Linked DNA regions of Mus musculus: region 2 is linked to region 1. Evidence: chromatin contacts called from public HiChIP or PLAC-seq data. All regions are on one chromosome and are shown on one strand. The core of a region is the stretch at or near the end of the contact, and the rest is flanking DNA. Distances in the headings are between cores, read along the strand shown. Region 1 holds the start of Stpg4 (sperm tail PG rich repeat containing 4). Region 2 overlaps Gm30938 (a long non-coding RNA gene).

Region 1 (2,700 bases), core at 153-2,652:
TAAAAGTCTCTTAACTGTGGGCTCCACTAAAACAGTTTCTTCCTTCAAGAGGGAAAATATCAGGGCACAGTCACAATCAAAAGCAAAAGTCAATCTTCAACCATCCAATGTCTGGGATCCAACTCACGATCTTCTGGGCTCCTCCAAGGACTTGGGTCACTTCTCCAGCCATGCCCTTTGTAGCACACGCATCATCCTCTAGGCTCCAGCTGCCTGTACTCCACTGCTGCTGCTGCTCTTGGTGGTCATCTCAGAGTGTACTCACTCTTGAAAGTTGGTGGTGAGAAACCAAAACCTCATGCTGTTGAGGGCAGAGACGATTTGGAGCTGGCCAGAGCTGGGTTTGAATTCTTGGGCTTCCGGGTGTCATAGTGTCACTGTCGGAGGAAGCTGTCCTCATTCTTCAGATGGAACCAATTAATGCCTGCCTTGTGAGGGTTGCCTGAAGCGTAAATGGAAAATAAGGTTGAAAAACTTTTTAAAAATCTTTCTGGGGCTGGAGAGGTGGCTCAGTGGTTAAGAACAGTGGCTGCTCTTCCAGAGGTCTTGAGTTTAATCCCCGGCAACCACATGGTGGCTCACAACCATCTGTAATGGAACCTGATACCCTTTTCTGGCACACAAGTGTACATGCAGATAGAGTGCTTATACATAAATCTAAAAGAGAGAGAAAGAGAAGGGAGGGAAGGAGAGAGGGAGGGAGGGAGGGAGGGAGGGAGGAAGAGACTAGAGAGACTGGCTCAGTGGTTAAGAACACTCATGGTTCTTTCAGAGGTCCTGAGTTCAATTCCCAGCAACCACATGGTGGCTCACAACCATCTGTAATGAGATTCGATGCCCTCTTCTGGTGTGTTGTGTCTGAAGACAACAACAGTGTACTCACATACATACATACATACATACATACATACATACATAAAATAATTTTTTTAAAAAGCTATTTGTTTAAAAAAATTTTTTTTCTAGGTTGAGAAGCTACAGCCAAAAAGGTCAGAGAGGCCCACTGGGCAAAAGGCCTATGGAAGAGATGGGTAGGTGGCCTGCTGTCATAGCCAAGGGGCTAGCCTAGTGTTCAGGATTGCCCCGATTCCAACCCAAAGTTGTTTTGATAGAATGGGATCTTAAAGCTAAATATGCTACCAGTTTCTCCTTCTAGGATGTGGGGTTGATGGTGATTGGTGAGGGAATGGTCGAGTTTGTGGGGTGCCTGTCTATACACACCGAAGAACTCGGGCAACTTCACAGTCCCCTATATTTTATGACTCACACACATGGCCATCTCAAAGACCGTCTACTGAGTCAGCTTCGCTGATGCCTGCCTCGTGCCTCGCTTCCCTGTCCCCACCACTGGAGGTGACCTTCAGGATTCTTTCTGCACGAGGCTTTCACGCGCGCAGGCTTGGAATCAATCGGCCCGTGGCCACGGTTCCTAGCGGTTCCGCGGCTGCCAGCACTGACCCGTGGCAAGAGGAGGTCGCAATGGCCGAGCCAACCGTTGTCATAGCCCCCACCACAGTACCAAGAGAAGACCTGGGACATGGGGAGCCGCTCCTCATGACTGCGGTAGGGTAGCCTGCCCCTTGTGGCTCCGCAGCCGGGGCTCAGGGAGCCCAGAGCCTTTTCCGCGTCCCTACTTCAGGCCCTCGAGCTGCTTAGCCTTCTTGCCGAGAGACTCTTATCGAGTCTGGAGCTGCCTGATTCTTTGTTTTATTTGATTGTGATTTGATTTTCTTTTTCTCTGCCACTTCCCTTACCTTCTTTCTCCACCCCTACCCTCCCCGCCACAATTTACTAGCGTCAATAGAGGGATTAGATTTTCATCCTTTCGCTTGCCTCTGTTAAAGAATGCAGTTTGCAGTTCTGCCTGCCCTGCCTTCCCTACTTTAGTACATTAAAAAAAAAAATCGGATGAGGAATGTTTAGCCTATCATTTACGTTCTCCTTTAAAGTGAATCTAAAATGATAGGTGGTTGGATTATAAACCGCTCGTCTGGGTCAAAGGGACAGCTCATTTGGTCTTGTCAATCCGTCAAGACAGTCCGTCCCAGCCCTACCTCCCTTCTCTGCTTTGGAGCAGGATGCGGGAAACCTGTTTTGACCTGCCTGAGAAAAATTTCTTTCTGACTGCAAAATGTGCAACTAAGAAATCAACAGGAATCTAATAAAAGAGTGTGCTGGGTGGGAGGAGACTGATTTGGATGTCTAGCATGGCATCAAACCATGGAAACTCTTTTGCTATTGAGAGGAATGTACGTAGTTCACAGTGGCACTACAGAACTCACGGAGTTGATTTCAGTTAGAAGACAGGGTGGGCCGCATCTGCCATTTTTACCAATTATTCTTTTGGGTATTCTTGCTTGAGATTCCCTATTTCATATTATAAACTGAAAGTAGAATTTGATATTTTCATGATTTGTAATAGCACAAAAAGAAAACCCAAACACCCAGGTTCTGTGGACAGTGGGGCTGAAGAAAACTTGAGGTCATCAAAAGTTTATATGAAGTGCTTGCTGTCGAGACAGGAAACCCAGGGAAACTGAGGCATACCCAATCCATCTGTTTCCTTCTCTCTTTCTCTTCTTTCTTTCTTTCTCTCTCTCTCTCTCTCTCTCTCTCTCTCTCTCTGTGTCTCTCTCTGTCTCTCTCTCTCTCTGTCTCTCTCTCTCTTTCTTTCTTTCTTTCTTTTCTCTCTCTCTCTCT
Region 2 (2,700 bases), core at 138-2,637, 43 kb before region 1:
GTTCTCTTTCTACCTTGTGGACCCCAGAGAGGGAACAATGCTTTTGCTAAGGGAGTCATCTTGCAGGCCCCCTCTCCCCTTTCCATTGTGATAAAACCCACATTTATCATTTTGGCCAGTTTAAAGTGTGGAGCCCAGGAGATACCTGCTGTTTCAAATGGCATATAACTATCACTGCTTCTCAGTTACAGACATTGGTTGGTTGGTTGGTTGGTTGGTTGGTTGGTTGGTTAGTTGGTTCTTTTGAGACAGGATCCGCACTGGCCTTGATCTTGAGATCTTGATTCAGGGTGTGCACCACTTCACATGATCACCAGCTTACGTTTTAAGAGTTAACTACTGTGCCTAAGAAATCCATGGAATAAAAATACTTCTAACCTGTAAACCACTGGCCCAAAGGCAGACACTTCCTGAATTCCGGGGGTGGAGGGGGTATTGTTCATGTTTTCACTCCCCTAAACAAGTTTGTTTGACCCAACTGCACCAACCAGATGTGCTTGGTCACATGTAGACAGGAGGTACCGAGGCAGGAAATATGTTAGGATGCGTGCTTGTCCCGGATTGGCCCTGATGGAAAACTATGGCAGTCTAATGGATTTGCCCTTTTGTTGTGAATGGCCCTGGTGATGCCTGTATTTTGATGTTAATTCTGCTTTCTCAGGAAGGGTTGTCTGGACCAAACGGATGAGTCGCATACTCAGGTGACTTCTTGTGAACTCCACCCCACCCCCAATGAATAAAGGGACCAATCACTGGGTGAGTAGGCAGGACTTCTGGGTTGGATGGAGGAAGAGAGGAAGCAGGAGAGAGTTAGGGGCTTTTTGGACAGGGATAGTGACAGGGATAGTGACAGGGATAGTGACAGGGATAGTGACAGGGTTAGTGACAGGGATAGTGACAGGGATAGTGACAGGGATAGTGATAGTGTCTCCTGGCTTATACGGTAAATCCACTGAGGATTTAGATTTATTATGACTTACAAGATTAGGATTCTAGTATCTGTGGAACCGGTCTTTCTCTTGTGATTCTCAGGCTTAACATACACCCAAGCTCAACATTTTAAATGGTCCCACATGGAGATCTTCTATCCACTAAGACTTATTTTATTTGGTGTGTATGTATGTATTTGTGTCTATTTGCATGTATGAGCATCATGTAGATACTGGCCCCTACAGAAGCCAGAGAGGGTATTGAATGCCTGGGTGCTAGAGTTTGTGATAGCTGTGAGCCACCTGTTAAGGATGCTGGGGTCTGAACCCCTGTCTTCTGAAGCCATATGCTTAAAGAAACAAAAGGCAGCCAGCATTCCCCCTCAGTGTAAGCCCTGGGGCAGTCAGGCAACAGCAGCCACCCTTCTCTCCCCACCCCCAGTGCAGCCAGTTCTCCCTCCAGCATCGCTATCTCCTGTCTTTTGGAGAAAGCAGAGAATTAATGTCCTTGAAGTGATAAGACCCCCACCCTTAGGCTCTGGGAAAGAGACAACCGAGCGTTCCCAGCAGTCAAAAACAGCTACAGCCAGCTCGCAACAACAGGAAAGACCGCACTGGCCGGCCACTGATAACAGAACGAGTTACTCCTTTCCAGGTCAAAGAGGGCCTTTTCTAGATATACGGTCTCTCTTTTTTGTCTGGGAAAAAAAAACAAAAAACAAAAAACAAAAAACAAAACGCTATCAGTTCTTGAAGGCCCCAGCTTGTTTGTGCATTTCCCCTATATAAACCCTAAGCCCCTAGACCTGAGCATTGCATTCCTAATCGGTCTTGCGGGGAGGATTGTGTTTCAAGTCTGAACTCTAATGTGCCTACATTGGCCTTGTGGTCTCTGGCGGTCTCCTGGGGGTCTCCAGGACTGAGCAGATCATGCTCTGAACTGCAGTGACACCTCTGTACACATTGTCATTCTCCACCTCCTCGTTCCTCATCCTCTGCCTTTCTGTTCCTGAAGTTGCATGTGATGGGGGTGGGGCGGGGTGGGGCAGGGCGGGGCGGGGCGGGGCTCCTAACCCTTGGCCTTGAATTCCTGTTTTCATGATCCATTTACACTTTGGCATCTACCAGTATTTGCTTCTCTCTATAATCAATAGTCCACTGAATGGCCATTGTCACTCACTGATTCCTTGATGGACATTTAGGTTGTTCATTCTTTTCCGCCGTTGTGGATGATGTAGACATCGACATTTGTAAACAAGTTTGTTTAACCGCTTTCAGTTCTCTTAGGTTTTATACCCAGCAATGGAGTTGTCAGAGTGTGGAGATTTATTTATGTGTTATTTATGGAGGGACGCAAAGCTGCCTTCCATAGTGACTGTGCTGGGTTAACTGTATCCTACATTTTCCATTTACTTCTCTGCTTCATTGAGAACATTTCTTATTGTCCATTTTCCTCTGAGTGTAGGCCTCCCAGCATGACCAGTAGATGCATTTTGAGGTGCGCACTTAGCGTAAAACATTCCTGTCTGTAAATGTCTTACTGCACCTTAGGAGGTGGCTCCCTGTAGCTGTTTATCACAGTTTGCTCTGACCCAGATAATAGCTGACTGGACTAAGGCCGCATTTTGGAATCTATATTTGAGAAGGATGATAGGTAGACCTGGTTCACACAGCAGAGGGGTGGTGGGAGAGGTGGGTGTAGTTCCCATAGCTGAAACATGAATTTTATAGTTGCAAATGTATGGTTTGGGTTTCACTATACAGCCCTGGA

What was found. HiChIP or PLAC-seq counts read pairs in DNA pulled down with a chosen protein or histone mark.
Region 2: an H3K27ac HiChIP or PLAC-seq map of embryonic stem cells shows a contact between it and region 1, with 8 read pairs. The contact joins the enhancer-like site here to the promoter of Stpg4 in region 1. A contact is called at or near these places in 3 of 39 promoter capture datasets (liver, macrophages and pre-B cells), 1 of 484 Hi-C or Micro-C datasets (the G1E-ER4 cell line), 2 of 115 datasets of contacts at active chromatin or transcription factors (CD8 T cells and embryonic stem cells) and 3 of 9 other capture datasets (adipose tissue, liver and pancreatic islet).

Annotation. Positions count from the first base shown.
Region 1 is chr17:87,426,443-87,429,142 of GRCm38.p6, reverse strand. Stpg4 (sperm tail PG rich repeat containing 4) reads left to right here and starts at 1,402. Exons shown (of 7, transcript NM_029298.1): 1 at 1,402-1,563. The coding sequence starts at 1,480.
Region 2 is chr17:87,469,753-87,472,452 of GRCm38.p6, reverse strand. Gm30938 (a long non-coding RNA gene) reads left to right here. Exons shown (of 4, transcript XR_385891.4): 3 at 662-756. Among named protein-coding and RNA genes, the nearest start is that of Gm30938, 3.5 kb to the left of the region's middle. Within about 2 kb of position 1,387, at least 23 of the 459 cell types and tissues checked have an H3K27ac peak or open chromatin away from gene starts, as enhancers often do. A contact at or near this core is called in the G1E-ER4 cell line and embryonic stem cells, where this site is marked.